6 separate regions of the Mus musculus genome follow, and all the other regions are linked to region 3. Evidence: chromatin contacts called from public HiChIP or PLAC-seq and promoter capture Hi-C data. All regions are on one chromosome and are shown on one strand. Each heading gives the region's core, a stretch centred on a gene start, on an enhancer-like site or on the middle of the called end of the contact. The rest is flanking DNA. Distances are from core to core; before and after follow the strand shown.

Region 1 (2,926 bases), core at 399-2,898, 1.1 Mb after region 3:
TCCTCCAGCAAAAACAGAAGTCGTGAAGTCTATATAATGCGGCCGTGCTAAATCTAATAACGAAAATTAAAAACAACTGTCCACCTGGGAAAGCAACCCTGCTTAAGAGCCCACAAGCAAAGCTTGACTAGAGAGTGCCAAGCCTAAGAGTAAGACAGAGTAAGTGTTCCTGAAGATTTTAGGCGAAGTCCTTCTTTCTGGGGCAGCTGTAGTTACTCTCCGGGCAATGTCTGCCACTTTGCCCTCTCCCCTGTCCTCCACGGCTAAGCAGCAAGAGACTGCTAACTCCCGGTCAGCGATCAGAACCAGTGAACCATTAAGCAATAAGTCCCCAATTGGTGGTCTGAGAGGGAAGAGCAGGACTGAGGAGGTGTGGCAAAAGATGGTTGTTTCTGGAGAATTGGAGGGGTGATCAAAGTTAAAGATAGATGAGTGGATGGATGTATGGATCAACAGACAGACATACAGGACCGGCCAGCCTAGTCAAAATGGAAGTGGTAGAGAACGGCAGGACAGATGGCATGTCCACCTAATGAGAGGATGGGTTCTGCCTCACATATGAACAGGTTTGGGGGAGAAGATGTAAGGACTGAGCTTGGAAAGCGACTTAAGGTGCCCACAAGAAGTTTGAAGTAAGGATGTGGGGCAGAGGAATGTATGTGATGGGATGTAGTCAAGAACTGGTAAAGTAGGAACTGACAGCTAGGCAGAGTCCCTGGGAAACAGAGAAGTTGTTAAAGAAGAATAAAACAAACGAGTGGGCCACGGGGATCCACGGCTAGTCCCTCTACTTCTAATCACAAACTACTTGCACATACACGTGCGGACAAGCTTACACATTCCCACACAGTGGCGCCATGTCACTGGGATACATTCTTACCTTAGCCACTGGCACACTCCTATTAGTCGCCACGTCGCACAAACTGGAGGTAGAGCTGCCTGCGGCCGCTGAGAGAAAGACCGGAGAACACGGGGGACTGCCTGTCGCCCCTCCAGCGCCACCAGCGAGCGCTGAGAACGTACCGGGGCCCGGGCGCGCGGGAGGGCTGCTCCCCGGGCTGGCACCCGTGCGGGGCCTCTGGCGGATGCCATCCAGCAGGCGCACTAGCAGTATGTTGGCGGGCAGCTCGTCCACACCGCAGCCCACCAGGATGCGGCACTCGGGACAACGTAGTTCGTGGCGCGAGCACACGATGCTCTCCAGACAGCGTCGGCAGAAGGTGTGCTGGCATGGCAACACCTTGGCCGTAGTGTCCAGGCGCTCCAGGCACACAGAGCATTCCAGCAAATCCAGCAGCGATGATTCGTCCATATCCTCTTCAGTCCTCGCCTGGGCCCCCCTCTGCTGCTCACCCTGCCTGTCCTCGCCCTCGCCCCGAGCTGCGGTGGCCGCCGCCTTGGACGCGCACAGCCAGGACGCCCCAAGCAGCATGGGGGAGGCGCCAGCGCGGGCCCAGCGAGCCGCCTAAGTCTAGCAGCCAGAGCCCGGCCCGCCGAGGAGAGCGGGCATTTGCGCCTAGCCCGGGCAGTCGCCGTCAATAAACAGGGTTCGGTCCCCGCGCGGCGCGTGCTGACAGCCCGAGGCACTAGCCTCCACGATTTGCAAAGTGACACGCCGAGCCTGCCCGCGAGGCAGGCACCGGAGTTCCGGAGCCCCGAGGCAACTCCAGCCAGCCGAGCCCAATCAGCCTACGCGCGCGCACCGCCGCTGCGGGCAACACCTGTGCTGCCGCGCCGCCCGCGCCCGGGAGCCCAGCAGCGGGGAGTGCAGGGAGAGGCCGGCCAGGTCCCCAGGGAGACCGGGGCGCGGCGTGCACGCTCCCCCGCGCCGCAGGCGAGCCGCACCGCCCCCCTCGGCGCCTCCATGCGCCCTCGGGCTGCCAGAGCACCGCCGCCTTGCTCAACTAGCTCAGCCGGATCTCGTCCCTGGGTCGCGGGACCATGTGCGGGGGACGCGCAGAGGTCACAGTCACTGCGGGGGTGTTGGGAAACGGACACCTCTCCTGCCTTGGAGCTTCTCCCTTTAGGCCACCTCCGGGGCTCCGGAGAACTTCCCCTGCGCAGGCTTGGCCCTGTCCCCTCTGGACGCCAGACTCTGGATTCTCCGCGAGCTTCAGGAAGGGACGTTTCTTCTCAACGCCTCCGCGAAGGAAAGTTTGGGAGCATCATCCCGACTGCTTTCTTAGCCAGCGCTGGAGAGCAGCCGGAGGACGCATCAGACACCCAGGCATCCTTCTGGACGACTCCAGGGAGCACTCTTGCTTGTGTCCCCTCTCCTGCCAGCATGCCCAAGTGACAGCTGTGGGTATAGGTGCGGGGGTGTCCCTTGAGGCGAGAAGGGAAGTCGCTGGAGATGGCCGGGTCGGGGGCTGCCGGGGCCGCGACTACTCCTTCGGGAAGCCGGCTGCCCTCTCCAGAATCACTGATGTGTGACTGACGCCGCCGCCCACGCGCCAGCACACCCTGGCCGAGCGCCGCGCCCCTGGCGGCGCGGTGAAAGACTCCAGCGCCCGCTCTGGTGAGCTCTGATGAACCCAGCTCCAAATATTCCTCGGGAGGCTCAAAAGAGGGGGAATGTGCGCTCCTTCCCGATGCCCGGGGTTCTGGGAGCGTCAGAGCGACGGAAGTACGTACGAGGACCTGGAGCAGCAGGGAAGTTTGGCGGTGGGCTGCGGTCGGTGTACAAGATTTCTTACCGTGTGCTGCCCCCTGGTGGGCCCCTCGTGTTCCCAACGCTCTCGAGCCCCGCACAGGCAAAGGTCCAGAAAGCTGGATGATGCACAGCTGGGAGATGCCAGGGCAAGCATCCAAAGTGGTGTGGATGCCCCTCCTGCCGGTTGGGCTGCCCTGTTGTTTGTGAAGCTGAATGTCACTTTTCTTCGTTTTTAGGGAGAAAAAAATTTTGCTGATACTTAAATGCCAACAT
Region 2 (2,878 bases), core at 357-2,856, 1.3 Mb before region 3:
CCAAGAGTAGGCATCCCACCTATCATCCCAAATTCAGGATAGTTCAGCTATCCTCCCAGTCCCAAAGGCTGTACAAATTGCTCTTAGCAATTGTACAGTAAATTCTATATGTATAAATACATATGTAACAATCCTTACCTCCTAGATCAAAACAAAAAGAATTCCTAGTACTCCAGCAGGTCTCATGTCCCTCCACTCCTAGTCCAGGTTCATTAAAGGTAGTTATTCCTCTCACTTTAGATTTACTATTGTTGATTTTCAGAATTTTAAGTGGAAACATATATTATTTTGTGAGTAGCCTATTTGTTCAGTGTTTTGTATCTTAATGTTTTCTTGTTACTGTATATTATTACAGTGTATAACTAATGCAGTTTATTCAGTTTATAGTTGATAAACATTTATGTCTCTTGTGTTTGGGTGGAATGAATGACATTGTTACTTTTTTTTGTTTGTTTGTTTGTTTTTGAGACAGGGTCTCTCTGTATAGCCCTGGCTGTCCTGGAACTCACTTTGTAGACCAGGCTGGCCTCAATCTGCCTGCCTCTGTCTCCCAAGTGCTGGGATTAAAGGCATGCATTGTTACAATCTTGAACTTGTCTCTTTGTAAGCATCAAACTTTGTCAAAATATATAGTACCAAATTTGTATATTAAATTTAAACAAATTTACACTTACATAGTGTTTCCTTTGTTTCTCTTTTGTTTTTAATGTCTATGCTTCTTTTTCTTTTTCATGTAGTTAAGGCTAGCCTCAAGCTTCATTCATACTTAGGACTGGCTTTGAACTCCATATTGTCCTTTCTTTTCTTTCTTTTTCACAAGTGCTGGAGTTACAGGCATGTATCACTCTCCCCTAACTTTTTTTGTAGTTTTGAGACAGAGCCTTCCTTACACTGCAGCACTAGATGACCTTAAACTCACACCCTGAGTGCTGGGGTTGCACATGGATATCACTGCCTGCTGCTTAATTCATTTTTGTTTTCTGAGGTTTTGTCACCTCTGTTTGTAGCTGAGGATGACCTTAACTTCCATTCTTCCTGTTCCCACCTCCAGAGGACTGAGATTACAGGCATGCCTCAACCACACCCAATTTATGTGGTGCTGAGAATTGAACCCAAAGCCTCAGGAATAGGTAGCCATTCTATCAGCTGAGCTACATCCTCAACCTTTAATTTCTTTCTCTTTACTTCTGAGGTAGAGTATCGCTGTGAATCTAAGGTTTCTTTGAATTCCTTGTATTTGCAACCAGAGTGACTATTCACTGGACATTCTTTTTTAAAGCATGTAAAGTCATTGTTTTATTTGACAGGTAGGTCTAAAAGTAGAACAGATCAATTGATCATTGAGTTTCAGTCTTAATGGCTCCTAGGTTTAAAAGCATTAGAAGCAAAAAATTGTTTTCAAATTCTAATGGAGGAATCTAGGGCAAAGATGCCATGGAAGAGCTGGTCTTTATTTAGTATTTTGTTGTTGTTTTTTTGTTAAGAGTAGAAGAAAACCTGTGATTATTTTGCTCAGTCCTTTTTAAAAGTGTTTTTACACACTTTCCCAGAATCTGTTTGGCTGTCAGAAACATACAGGTTTATGATCTGCAAGCACAGTAGCTAGCTGATTTAGTTCTATTTGCTGGTAGGTCAAAGGGCACTTGCAGCTTTCTGATTGATTTATTTGATACTGAAGGTTAAAAATTGTTGCAATGTATTTCTTACCAAACCAGGACATATGTTTATTAAAGTATATTCTATTTTCACCCTCTGTAAGAAAAATATAATGTTAAGCATAGAAATTAAGCTACTTAAGGTCTTTCCCAGCTCCTAACCTTTTTCATGATCTCTGCAAAGGCTGTTTTATGTTGCTGTTTTTGAAGAAGAAAAAATTAACAGCAGATAATTCATTTGTCAAACATTAAGTAAGTGTTGATTATCAGTAGTGATTCATTATGAATTTATTTTATTTTATTTTTGTTTTTGACACAGGATCTTAACTCAGTAGTTGTGGCTGGAACTCCCTCTGCAGCCCCAACTGGTCTGGAACTCAAAAACATTCCTGTTTTAGCTTCCCAAGAGCTGGTATTATAGGTGTAAAGCACCATGCCCAGCTTCTACAGTGACTAAAGTGTGTGTGTGTATGTGTGTGAAAACAATGTTGTGGAGTCTGGTTTCTCCTTATAGCTTTATGTGGATTCTAGGGATTGAACCCAGATCACCAAGTTGTCTTGGCAAATAAATGCCTTTCTCTACCTGCTGAGCCATCTTGCTGGCCTTTAATTTTATCTTTTTCCTTTTAATAGTATTTAATGTTCACAGAAACCCTGTGCAAAGGCAGTAGCTTTTTTTTTTTTTTTTTTTTGGTTTCTTGGTTTCTTGGTTACAGGGTTTCTCTGTATAACCCTGGCTGTCCTGGAACTCACTCTGTAGACCAGGCTGTCCTGGAACTCAGAAATCTGCCTGCCTCTGCATGCCTGGCCTTTTATTTTTCTTTTAAAAAATTTTTATGGTGACTCACCTGATAAATAAACAAACACACAAATAATAATTTATTTTGTTTTTATTTAAAGGGGGATGATTTTGGTATATAACTCCAGCTGGCCTGTAACTTGCTATGTAGACCAGGCTGGCCTCAAAACTCACAGAGATCTACCTGCTTCTGCCTCCTGAGTGCTGGATTAAAAGTGTGTGCTGTCACACCCGGCTCACTAAATGGATTTTTAAATCAGAAAAGTACCCTTGCCAGAAATTTACCTGTTCTTTGAGTCTATTTATCCAGAATGGGAGTAGGGGAGGAGATTTTCCAGTTTGTATTTTATTTTAATGTATTTTTTTTCTTAGCTGTGTGCTTTAGTAAAAAAAGGTGAAAGCATGATTCACATCCAAATACTAA
Region 3 (3,056 bases), core at 551-3,050:
CTGAGTTTGATAGACACAGCCGACTCCACCAAGTTATCCGCTCATGAGCATGAACACATGAATACACACACACACACACACAGAGCAAGCCCTGCAATGACATCCTATCTAGATTCCTGAACTAGCACAGGTGGCCTCTGCCATGCCCTAAAGCTCTATTTCATCAGCTTTCTTAACTGCTCCTGGGCTACCAGCAGTAATCAGAATTCTGACAGTCTGCACCCCGCCTGGTGCTATCCACTTATAAAAAGGGAATTATCCCATAGGGAAGCAGTTACCAGAGCAGATCGAAACTCTCTCCTAGCAGAGGCAAAGAGACCAAAGATCAACCTGCAGAGTCAGGAGGGAGGAAAGTTCAGGAACGCAGCTGCCTCTAAGGTCAGCACTCCAAACCTGGGCAGGGAAGGTGAGAGGCTGGCTGCTGCGTCTTCATTTCATTTTAATAAACACGTATGGAATCTCAGGGTTTTCCACTTTCTAGCTGTGTCACATCCTAAGACGCTTATCGATGAGTTAGTTCCTCATCTTGAGAAGATAGAAGGGTGGTGTTCTGTCTTCCTGACTTTACAGGATCAGGTGGCAAAACACACGAGAAAGAACTTTCTACACAGAAAAGCACTATGGGTATTCTTGTTTATATACATTATCTGTTCCAACTTCCTGAACTTCCAGATGGGGAAACCCAAGCTCACGATGAGATGTGGGTCTCTTAATTCTGAAAGTCTGCTACATGTCAGAGAGTTTACTAACTCCACAGAAACAAATCCTGTGTCTTTCTCCTTCCCAGCTGGTATTAAAATTTTCTTTGGTCACTTCGGTTACAAACGCAAAAATGAGGGGGAGGTTACCAGGTAAAGTGAGACGATTGGGTAGCGAAGACAAGATCACTATTCCCTCCCTGGGTTGGGAGGTCTCAGACCTAGGCTATTAGCTACCTGGAGCTCAGCAGCCGTAGCAGTCCATAAGACCCGCCACCCGGGCTTGCTGAGGAAGAAGGTGGGATAGGGTGGCTGACACTGGGATCTTCAACAATCCATCCACTCCGAAACACCGCTTTCAAGAGACTGCAGGAAGGACTGCGAGTTGGAATGTCTTATTTCGCTAAGGGTTCTCTGATTGGAGCGAATGAATTCCTTCCCTCTCTAGAACCCATTCTCCCTTAGAATAGTTATGTTTATTTTCCTGAACTATAATATTTCCCAGGCCGGCCAGTGGCCCTGAGCCACCGAACAGCCCTCTGGGAGAAGTAGTTCGCTTTCGCGTCCACAAGAGTCCTCTTCACCGGGTCTCCCAGCGCGTCTCCTTCCCAGAAACCTCACATTCCAGAGGCCTCCACAAGCACTGGGAAGGGGTTGGGAGCCGGGCCCTCGGGGGTCTCCAGGGGGCCAGCATCCTAGAGACCGCGGCACCGCTGGACTACGAATCCCAGCAGCACCCGCGCGCGCCAGTGCGCAGGCGTAGCCGCGCCTCGCCACCCCTCCCCCCTCCGCCAACTGCTCCCGTCGGTCCGTTCCCGTGGTCCCCCGATCCGTGCTAATGCCCCCTTCGGTCCCTGCGGCGCCTCCCACTCACCGCTGACTCGTGGCGTCGGGTAGAGCCGCTGCGCCTTCTCCAGGAAGCGCAGCGCCCGCTCGGGCTGGTTGCTTTGGATGGCCTTGAGGGCGATGCTGATACAGCGCTCGGCTTCATCCTTGTTGGATTCCATGGCGGAACCCGAGCACGGAACCAGGGAGGGGGAGGCCGGGCGAGCGAAGGGCTGCGCCAGCCGCCGGCGCGTCGCGGGGCAGGCCGGCGCGGAAGGATGACATAACCCTCCGCCCCTCCTTCCCGGGATTTGAGTGAGGGTTGAACCCGGGCGGAAGCCCTACCGTATGTCTCCTAAGAAAGGGGCGTTCGGTTCGGAGGCGCTAGAACGCGCGGGCGCTCTAGAGCGCAAATGCTGAAGTTGAGTGTGCGCGCACGTTCGGGTGGTAGCCTCTGCGTTCCAGTCCGACTATCTGTGAATCGTACAGATGTTTACCGATTGTCAGACGCTGCTGTCTGATGTGGCAGTGGTATCAAAACAAAACCGTGTCCTCACAGAGCTTTCGTGGGTGGGGAGAAGTCAAGTAAACGGAAACATTCAGATAGTGACACAGTCAAGGCAAATATCGAAAAGTAGAGGGATGGAAGGGAGGGCTACCATTTAAGATAGCTTAATATATCAGAAACTCATTTTACAGGCTCTGAACTCTAAAGAAACAGGAACATGTGATTGGAGGAAGGGTGGTTCGACTGGAGGAAATAACAGATGGAAAGGCTCCGCATAAGGATTTTCGTTGTGAGTTATTGCGGGGATTAAGGAGGAGTTTACAGGAGTCACTACAGAGTCACACCAGTCAGGATGCAGCTCAGCCTACCTCCCACTTAAGTGACAGCAACTTAGTGAAGGTTGCCAATGACTTCCACTAGGCTAAATCTCCTGGCTATTTCTTAGCCCTTGCACTATGGTCTTTCACAAGAAACTACAATAAACCAAATGAATGTTAAAGGGTGCAATGCGATGGTGGTGTAAGCCTTCAATCCCAGCCCTTGGGAAGCAGAAGGACTCTGAGTTCAAGGCCAACCTGGTCTACAAAGTGAGTTCCAGGACAGCCAAAGGTACAAAGAGAAACTCTGTCTCGAGAAACAGACACAAACAAAAGTTAAAGAGCAGCTGTTATAATCAAGTGAGACTCGGTGAATATATATTCATCGAGTTGCAGATACACACACATATACATATATATAAAGCATAAATATATAACATAAACATATAAAACATATAAACACACACACACACACACACACAACTAGAAAAGATCATCCGAGTGAGATAATCCACACTCAGAAAAACAAACATGGTATCTCACTTATAAGTAGATTATAGCCATAGATAGAGTACAGGATAACCATTCTACAATCCACAGACCCAAAGAAGCTAAGTAACAAAAAGAGCCCAGGAAAGGATGTTTGAATCTCACTGAGAAGAGGAAATGAAATAGTCACAGGGGTAGAGGGAGGGATGGAGCAGGGTT
Region 4 (2,985 bases), core at 277-2,776, 1.8 Mb before region 3:
CTCAAACTGGACTTTTTTTATCTGTCTTAAAGAGATTGGAAAATGTAACATTATTTTAAATAATTATTTCTATTAAGAATGGATGCTGTCAGGTGTGATGCCTGAACCTATCTATATCCTAGTACTTGGGAGGTTGAAGCAGGAGATCTCAAGTTTAAAACCAAGCTGAGCTAAACGGGAAAACACTATGGCCTCACCCACCACCACCCTCAAAAAAAAAAAAAAAAAAAAAAAGTGGAAAAAATACTCAGAAATTTATCCTTTTTAAAAAGTGCAAAGAGCGAGAACTAGTTAAATTACATAGTGGTACTAAATTTAGTGTTTCTTAAGTTCCAGAGAGCCCATTTGATAGACTTCAGCCTAATCCAAAGTCAAGGAGTGGCTTTGCTCTCTACCCACAACCATCAAATACTTACCACCAATACATTAAATACATTAAAAGCAGTGTGTTTATTCTGCACATATAGCTTGAAGACAATTCCCAGTGACCCAAAGGGTCACTTTAAAGGACACTGAAAAACCTGAAGCCAACACTATTTCCATGGCGAAGTTTCTGCTAGGCACTCTCTGTTCATTCTTTCAGGAATGTCTGTTTGCCCTGTCCTGAGATTGCTGCCCATCCCTTCTAAATAAACACAAAGAGGTTACAAACTGGAAGGGCCTTTGCTAACAGCATCGCAAACCTCTGTTAGCACCATGAATGTATGTATATACCTACAAGCTAAGGGCTTCCAGGAGAAACCCAGGTAGCTTGCAAGCACCTATCAGGAAAAGGTGACACACGTGGAAGGCCGATCGACTCCGCCTTTCTGAGTGCAGGGCAGGGGTTGGATGCGGGGGTAACTAGTGGGTTCCGGCACCAGGGTTAAGAACCTGGCTGTTCTCCCACCAGGTCCTTAGCTAGACGTCACCTGTCTGTCTAGGGAGGCAAAGCTTTCGGTTTCCTAGAAGCACTCCCGGCCATCAGGGCTTCAGAGAAGCCTCACCACAATAAGGCTAGTGCCGGGAAGACCTGGGCCTCAGTTTCCCATCTCTTACAACACCGGGGAGGACTCGATCCTGTTCGGCACCGAATTAAGGTCTTGAGGAAATCTCTGTCCTCCAGCCGGCGATCCTGAGGACAATCCTCTTAGGCGGTCGGTATCACCTCCGGGCACCTTCTAAGGGTGACTCAGTGGTTTCCTTTCCCCATGTGGCCCAAGTTCGAATGTGTGGAGGGAGCGCTCGCGGTGGGCACTGGGATGGCGGCCCTCGCTGGTCCCGCCGCCCGCCAGAGGGAAGGGGACGCGTCCGCCCGCCCGCCCGCTCGTTCTGGAATGAATGGGCGACCCGGCCCTCGGCCTCACGCCACTCACTGAGGAAGACGCGGTACTCGAGGGTGAAGGGCGCGGCGCGCTCCTCGCTGCTGAAGCCGCTCATGGTGTCGGAGATGCACCGCCGCCGCCGCTGCACAGCCACACAACCACACAGCCCAGACCCGGAGCCGCTGTACGGAGGAGAAAGCCCGCGCCTGCGTACCACGAGCTGGCCCGCCGGTCGCCGGCGCCGTGCCTTTAATGCGTGGGGCTCGCCTTGTACCCTGCCCCGCCCCGCCCACCCGCGCAGGCGCACTCTGCGCGACGCGCCTCCTCACGCCCCGCCCCCGGTTCGCAACCTGGGCCACGTGGCAGGCGCCGGCTGCCCTCTGGAAGCGGACTGCGGGTTGGCGGCTCCGCTGGGACAGAACGCTGGTTACTCTCCTGAGGCTTGCGGGTCGCTCACCTTTGATTTCTCTCTCTCAGGTCCTGCAGAGCAGTTCCTTATCTCGGAAGGCCTTGATAAGCCACCTGTTCCCCAGGCAGTCTTGTCTTTTCTTGTTTGGGTTTCTCATAGATCTTCATCTGCCTCCCAGAAGCTGGGAGTGTGCTACCAGCCCCCCACCCCCGGCCCAGGGCCATCTTCATTAAAGTTGAGAGTTTGGCTGACTGGGCTCTGAAAACTATAGGCTGTGACTAATGTTTTCCCAAGTGGTAGGCAATGGACAAATTTGCTTTTACTAATCTCCCTGATTCAGTTTCTCATCTGAATTGTTGGGTGGGTTCTGCTTGGACCAGACTCAAGCTGATTACTCCTGAACTCCCCAGATACCGCAGATTTCTCTCCCCACTCCAGATCCACTGGGACTTGAAATTGAAGCTCTGGGAAGACCCAGGAGTGTGCACAGAACCCCTTGAGGACGTTTCTCAGGAGTAGCTTCTCGGAGCTTGTTTTCCTAGTTCTATTGCACCACCCATTGAAGTCCAGGCTGTATCCCTCAGAGTGTGCTGTGGACGTTGGGAACTTTCACAGTCCTATAAGGTTGTGTGTGTGTGTCTGTCTGTCTTTGTGTATCACAACTCTAATTATAAGCCACATATAGCGTCTCACACCTGTAGCCCCAGACCTCAGGACGCTGACTTTCTGAGACCAACCTGAGCTACGTAGTGAGTTCTGAGCCACCCCATGCTACAGTATGAGACTATCTTAAAAATAAGACAAATCTAACCCAGGAAATTATCCACATTTTTTTAAAAAGCAAATTTTAAATTATGATAGACAGAATATCTTTCTAAAATATTTCTTAACTATTTATCTCAAAGACAGTTTCCTTTCAACTATTTTCAAAACAATCTCTAATATATAAATGGAATGCATAAACCACGTATTAAGTGGAAGCCTAAGAAAGTTAATTTCTAAATTGGCACGGTGGTGTATACCTGTAGCTGCAGCACTTGAGAAGCAAAAGTAGGAAGATCATGAATTCAAGGTCATCCTTGGCCAGTCTGGACTACATGAGACTCCCGCCTCAAAAATAAATAAATAAATAAATAAATAAATAAATAAATAAATAAATAAATAAATGGTAACGATAAATCTAACATTAGTCCGTGTTCCTCCTTGTCCCTCCTTCCAGCTGCTCACTCTGCTGACACCCATTAATTTTTCAGAAGGCAACTCACTAACTTT
Region 5 (2,988 bases), core at 79-2,578, 1.8 Mb before region 3:
AAGAGGCCCAGATCCCCTCACTGGAGTCCTGGTTGTCAAATATGAACTGAGGTCTCTAACACTGGGGGCCTGGTGAGGGCGGGCAGTCCTGAGTCTTACTTGGGTGTAGCGGAGTGTACCAACACCCTGGCTGCTTCCCGGGGTGCCACATGGCGACAGGTGACCACCAGGCGAGGCGCCACGACCACTCCGGAGCCCCACACGGTACCACACTCCACCAGCACCGCCGCGGCCGCCCACGGGGGTCCGAGATCGCGCAGAGGCAGGCCCCGTGGCGTGCTCACATCGGGTGGCGGCAGCAGCACAGACAGGGAAGCGGAGCCGGGGTGCAGACGGGCGAGCGCCCAGCGGGCAACCTGAAGCAGCGGGGCGGCGGCGCACAGCAGCGTGAGGCCCACCCACTCGCGGGCCTTCCAGCAGAGCGGCGCGGCCACCAGAGCCACCAGCGCACCCGCAGGTCGAGCGGCGAACACTCCGCCGCCTTCCGTGCCCGGCAGGCAGCGCGCGTCGGTGAGCAGCAGCGGCCCGGCCGCGTTGCTGAGCACGCCGCGGCTCAGCGTGTTGAGGAAGATGTCCGGGCAGAAGGCACCGAACGGAGAGCCACAAGCCAACAGCGGTGCGCCCTTGACCACGGCCCCGAGCGGTGCCACGGTCACCACCGGTCCGCGCCTCTCCTCCGCCGCCGCGCCCCGCTGCACCCGCAGCAGGGCGAACCAGCCGAGCGCGCGCAGCTGGTCCTCCTCTTCCTCCTCCGAAACCGCATCGTCGGGCGCCGAGCTTACGAAGTGCCATTGATCGACCGCATCGGCCCCGAAGAGCCGAGCGAAATGCGAGCGGAAGGCCGGGCAGCTGAGCAGCAACAGCAGCTGCGCTGGTCGCGGGGGCTGCAGAGGCCGCGCGCGGGCCCGGCTCGGGGCGCCGGGTTCGAGGCCCAGGCTTGCGCACTGAGGCGTGCACAGCCCCGGGAGTTCCTGATCCGCGCGACCGGCAGGGCTGGCAGCCGTGGGTCCCCACTGCACGTGGAGACGTAGGTCATCGCTGCAACTGTCGCCCGGCAGGAAGGCGGTGCCCGTCTGGGTCAGCGCCGCGCTGCCCGTCCGCAGGAAGGGGGTAAAGATGCCTCCGTGGCACAGCACTAGGCCTGGGTTACGGCTCAGAATCACCCCGCTGCAGCTCCACGAGCCCGCGTCAGGCTGTCCGGCCCGCGAGGCGCTCACCACGCAGCCCGCCTGCTCCGCCACTCTCATAGAGGGTCCCCATTGCCGCCCCATGGCTTCCCCAAGACGTCGCACAACGGCTGTCACCACAGGGCGACTGGCGCAAACTCTGACTCAGGCCTCCTTGCCGAGCCCGATTGGCTAAACCTCAAGCGACCGCTCTTATTGGTTGGGCACAGCGCCGAGTCCTGATTGGCTATTGATGCTACTCCTCGTTTGCTAATCCTCCTTTCCCCGCCCTCTTAATTTAGCCAGCCTAGGAATCCTTGGGTTTGGGGTGGCGGGGTGGAGGGGCGGGGGAAGAGGTGAAAAGAAACCTCCTGAGACACAGACGTGAAGCGTCACAGGGAAACCGACAAGGGCGACACTCCCCAGTCGAATCTCGTACTTGACCGGCATCTAACTGTACCCTACAGCCACTGCACGGATGTAAGCAACCTCCGTCTCTTGACAGTGGAACAATATGGGCCAAGGGAACCCTTGGTTGATTCAGTACGTACATTCATACATACATGTGTTTATTCTGGATTTTCGAGATAGGGTTTCTCTGCTTGGTGCAGGAACTCGAGCTGCAGACTAGGATGGCCTCGAACTCGGGATCTACCAGTTTCTACCTCCCAAGCCACCAAACCCCGATCTACTTAAAAAATTTTGTAAATCCTACAACAATCCACTAGGGGGCATGCGACTCACAAAATTGCTCCTAGGACAGTTACTAAAATTCCTAAATACATAAATTGTTTTGAAAGTGGCACAGGGTGCCACTTTTTGGCCCACACTGGCATCGAACTTCGGCAGTTCTTCTGCCTACATCCTCCCTAGAGTCCAGGGATTACAGTTTTACTTTACCCATGGGTTATTTAACCATGTATTATACAACCTTTCACACGACATGTCTAACCACCACTCCGGATTTATGTTAGGTCAGGGCAAATACTTTGAAAGTACAGACTGAACTAGTTCAGGTTTTGTGGGCTATAAAATCATCACTTCCAAATATTCAGCATATAACCCAGTCTCGTAATTCGAATTTCATAACAGCTCATCTCCTCCACCATTTACAAGTGTAAAAATCAAGACTGGAGAGGAGGGCTCAGCACTTAAGAGCTCTAAGCACTTACAGCTCTAAGCATGGACCTTAGTTTGGTTCCCAGCACCCACATGGTACCTTACAGTTGCTTGTAATTATAATTCCAGGATATTCAATACTCTCGTCTGGCATCTGCTGTCCCCTGAACTCATGACTCAGGCAGGCAAACACGTACACATAAAATATAGTATTAAAAAGTTCCTCACTTTCCAAGGACAGGTGGGCATGAACAGGTATGTTTGGAGAGACTTCATGAATCTCTCTAAAGTATATTAATGGTTTTTGGTTTGGTTTGGCTTGGTTTTTCGAGACAGGGTTTCTCTGTGTAGCCCTGGCAGTCCTGGAAATCACTCTAGACCAGGCTGGCTCAGAAATCGGCCTGCCTCTGCCTCTAGAGTGCTGGGATTAGAGGATGTATTAATGTTCAGTGAGACTTCTGGGAATGGAGTTAACACTGCTGCTGCTTTCCCAGCCTCACACCTAATGCTTCCAGTGCTCCTGTGTCACAAACCTACCTAATAAGGGCAAACAGCGGTTGAGGCAGACAGAACTGGAATGAAGCGCATTCTCAGAGCAGGCAGTCCTGGGTTTGCAGACACAGATGACAAGATCTACTTTCCCCAACTTCCTAGCAATTAAGACTCTCTAGAATCCATTAATTCCCCCTTGATGCCCTTCAAG
Region 6 (2,892 bases), core at 236-2,735, 1.6 Mb before region 3:
TTACATCATGTTACATCTCTGCCTGGTGTTGCAGAGATCAGAAGATAAGGTAGGTCAGATTCCCTGAACTGGAGTTATGGGTGCTTCTGAGCCACTACAAGTGTGCTAGGTACTAAACTCTGGTCCTCTCGGTGCTCTGCAACAGCAACAAGCGCTCTTAACTACTGAGCCCTTCCTCAGAGTCATTGATGGTTAAACCCTTAGTTCATCGTGTACGCATTGCTTTCCTTTAATAATGAGCAATTAAAATTATACTTCTTAAAATAACTTTGATTAGCTGGGTGTGGTGGTGCACGACTTTAATCCCAGCACTCAGGAGGCAGAAGCAGGTGGATTTCTGAGTTCGAGGCTAGCCTGGTCTACAAAGTGAGCTCCAGGACAGCCAGGATATACAGAGAAACCCTGTCTCGAAAAACCAACCAACGAAACAAACAAACAAACAAACAAACAAAAACTTTGATTACATTTATTTATTTATGGGCAGGCAGATGGGTGCTCATGGACTAGTGGAGAAGTCAGAGGATAACTTGGGAGAGTCGGTCTCCCCTTTCACCTTGTGGCTTCTGGGTGGTGGAACTCAGGTCTGCAGGCTTGGTGACAAATGCCTTTCTTTACCTGCTGAGCCATCTTGTGGGCTCCCAGAGTTATAATTTTTTAAAAAGATTTATTTATTTATTTTATGTATATGAGTACGCTGTAGCTGTCTTCAGACACATCAGAAGAGGGCATCGGATCCCATTACAGATAGTTGTGAGCCACCATGTGGTTGCTGATTTGAACTCAGGATCTCTAGAAGACAGTGCTCTTAACCACTGAGCCATCCCTCCAGCCCGAGTTATACTTTTAATGGTTAGATATAGATGGGAATATGAAGTAAGCCCTAAGAAAGTACTGTTAGTCCACACTTACACACCACAAACAATTACACACACACACACACACACACACACACACACACACACACACACACACACACACACACACACACACACACACACACACACACACACACACACACACACACACACACACACACACACACACACACACACACACACACACACACACCCCGCTTCCCCCCCCTCCCGCGTGCCTTAATCACCTACACTCAGCTTCACTGGGAGTCTATTATGTTCCTCTGAACTCAGCCCCGCCCCTCAAAGTCCCGCCCACCCTAAGGCTCCACCCTTCAACACTTCCTTTTTCCCGGATTTCCGGGTTCACCCTCTGCCTCTAGCCTTCGGCTGCCTCAGTCACGCCCCCAGCTACCCGCCCACTCGCCTCAGACACGCCCTCCAACGTCACGTCCGGCTTCCATATTGTCCCTCCCTCTACTACCCCTTGCTCCCGCCTTCGACCGCTTCCGGTAGTCATCGTTGCCGCTGCTGCCGCTGCTGCTCCTGCTGCTGCTGAGGCTGCAGGCGGAGGCCGGAGGACCGGGCGGCGGCGGCGGCGGCGGCAGCGGGAGCGGTATCGCAGCGGGACGACCGGGCGAGAGCAGGCGAGTTGAGAGCCGAGCGTGAGGAGCCAGAGCCGCCCGGCCCCGCCGCCGCCGCCGCCGCCGCCGCCGCCGCTGCTGCACAAAGCCTCGAGCCCGCGTCGGAGCCATGTCCGCGTCGGCCGGTGGTAGCCACCAGCCCAGCCAGAGCCGCGCCATCCCCACGCGCACCGTGGCTATCAGCGACGCCGCGCAGCTACCTCAGGACTACTGCACCACGCCCGGGGGGACGCTGTTCTCCACAACGCCGGGAGGTGAGCCGCGCCCGGCCTGCCCGCCATCACGGCTGGCGCGTGGCACTGCATGCTCGACCAACAGCTTCCTCCCCGCTGCCCGTACGGTGTGCTGCAGACCGTGCATTCTGCGCAGCGGGGCTTGCCTCTGGAGCTGTCCTACGGGCTTTGGGGAGAGGGAAGTCGGGGAGACGGACCTGGCGCGGAAGCCTAAGATGACTGGTCTGGCTGCGCCGAGAGTTCCGAGACGAGGCTGGCATGCACTCTGCATGCCTCGCCCAGTGTTAGCCTCCTTTGACAGCATTGTTTACTTTGTTAGAGGAGTCATCAAAGGTTGGGGGAGCCCCAGCTCCCACAAGTGGGACGTGTAAAATAGCTCCTTTGGTATCCAAGAAGTTGTTGGCTTTGGTAGAGGCGCTGTCAGGTTTCAGATCAGGGCTTTCGAAGAGCGGTTTTAAAGGTGCTTTGTCAAACAGCACACACTAGTCGGGTTAGGTTGCTTGATCCTAGGGAAAGGGCTTGTAGAAAAAAGCGATGCAAAGGGAGGTTCCTGAAGTTGCTTTTCAAAAGATGGCCGGGATCCGTTTACTATCACTGGAGAAGAGGTAAATAAAGTATGTTGAATTGGTCACGAGAGGAGGAAGCGCAAAGGTTGTTTGTCTCTTTTCTGGGCTGTTCTCTAAGAGGGAGGAGCCTGGAAGGGGTTCTTCCGGTGCCTTCATGAAGGGAACTGGCTTTCTGTCCCTAATCTCAGAACTTTGCCTTCTTTTGGTGACCCCGGGGGCTGGGCTTCAGCTAGAGGGTGAAGATTTGGTTAGCAGCCCTTACAGTCTATAGATCGCTGATCATGAGACAGGACTCCTAACCAATCACTTAAAAGTGGGCCTGGCCATCCTGGAATCTTGTGCAATTGGAAGGCACAGAGTAAGGGGACCTTGCCAACACCAAGAGACAGCAGTCCAGAAGGCTGTGTGTGGTAGTTAGGGCTGTGACCCTACTACTCCAGAAAGACGGGGTAGGAGAATGGCAGTTTAAGGCTAGCCCTGGCAATATAATGAGTTCCAAGGCCAGGCAGTGGTGGCACACACCTTTAATCCCAGCACTTGGGAGGCAGAGGCAGGCGGATTTGGAGTTCAGCCTGGTCTACAGAGGAGTTTCAGG

Evidence for each region. Promoter capture Hi-C pulls out the DNA fragments that hold promoters and counts their contacts. HiChIP or PLAC-seq counts read pairs in DNA pulled down with a chosen protein or histone mark. Capture Hi-C pulls out chosen DNA fragments and counts their contacts.
Region 1: an H3K4me3 HiChIP or PLAC-seq map of embryonic forebrain shows a contact between it and region 3, with 6 times the contacts expected there. The contact joins the promoter of Sh3rf3 here to the promoter of Dnajb12 in region 3. A contact is called at or near these places in 4 of 39 promoter capture datasets (embryonic stem cells, hippocampal neurons and second pharyngeal arch cranial neural crest), 1 of 15 datasets of contacts at CTCF or cohesin (embryonic stem cells), 10 of 484 Hi-C or Micro-C datasets (B cells, cerebellum, embryonic stem cells and 3 more), 3 of 115 datasets of contacts at active chromatin or transcription factors (astrocytes, embryonic forebrain and embryonic stem cells) and 1 of 9 other capture datasets (embryonic stem cells).
Region 2: a contact with region 3 is called in a promoter capture Hi-C map of liver, with 3 times the contacts expected there. The contact joins the enhancer-like site here to the promoter of Dnajb12 in region 3. A contact is called at or near these places in 3 of 39 promoter capture datasets (liver and pre-B cells), 2 of 115 datasets of contacts at active chromatin or transcription factors (large pre-B cells and pro-B cells) and 1 of 9 other capture datasets (adipose tissue).
Region 4: a promoter capture Hi-C map of pre-B cells shows a contact between it and region 3, with 4 times the contacts expected there. The contact joins the promoter of Ppa1 here to the promoter of Dnajb12 in region 3. A contact is called at or near these places in 1 of 39 promoter capture datasets (pre-B cells) and 1 of 484 Hi-C or Micro-C datasets (B cells).
Region 5: a promoter capture Hi-C map of liver shows a contact between it and region 3, with 2.5 times the contacts expected there. The contact joins the promoter of Tysnd1 here to the promoter of Dnajb12 in region 3. A contact is called at or near these places in 3 of 39 promoter capture datasets (liver and pre-B cells) and 1 of 9 other capture datasets (liver).
Region 6: a contact with region 3 is called in a promoter capture Hi-C map of liver, with 2.6 times the contacts expected there. The contact joins the promoter of Eif4ebp2 here to the promoter of Dnajb12 in region 3. A contact is called at or near these places in 2 of 39 promoter capture datasets (liver and pre-B cells), 1 of 484 Hi-C or Micro-C datasets (B cells) and 1 of 9 other capture datasets (liver).

The regions. Positions count from the first base shown.
Region 1 is chr10:58,812,081-58,815,006 of GRCm38.p6, reverse strand. Sh3rf3 (SH3 domain containing ring finger 3) reads right to left here and starts at 1,648. Exons shown (of 10, transcript NM_172788.3): 1 at 881-1,648. The coding sequence starts at 1,432.
Region 2 is chr10:61,138,214-61,141,091 of GRCm38.p6, reverse strand. All of the region lies in intron 2 of Sgpl1 (sphingosine phosphate lyase 1), which reads left to right. Among named protein-coding and RNA genes, the nearest start is that of Sgpl1, 8.0 kb to the left of the region's middle. Within about 2 kb of position 1,606, at least 2 of the 459 cell types and tissues checked have an H3K27ac peak or open chromatin away from gene starts, as enhancers often do. A contact at or near this core is called in liver, where this site is marked.
Region 3 is chr10:59,878,327-59,881,382 of GRCm38.p6, reverse strand. Dnajb12 (DnaJ heat shock protein family (Hsp40) member B12) reads right to left here and starts at 1,800. Exons shown (of 9, transcript NM_019965.3): 1 at 1,573-1,800. The coding sequence starts at 1,705.
Region 4 is chr10:61,647,162-61,650,146 of GRCm38.p6, reverse strand. It overlaps Ppa1 (pyrophosphatase (inorganic) 1), which reads right to left and starts at 1,526. Exons shown (of 11, transcript NM_026438.4): 1 at 1,356-1,526. The coding sequence starts at 1,419.
Region 5 is chr10:61,693,854-61,696,841 of GRCm38.p6, reverse strand. Tysnd1 (trypsin domain containing 1) reads right to left here and starts at 1,328. Exons shown (of 4, transcript NM_027912.1): 1 at 100-1,328. The coding sequence starts at 1,271.
Region 6 is chr10:61,451,262-61,454,153 of GRCm38.p6, reverse strand. Eif4ebp2 (eukaryotic translation initiation factor 4E binding protein 2) reads left to right here and starts at 1,485. Exons shown (of 3, transcript NM_010124.2): 1 at 1,485-1,752. The coding sequence starts at 1,608.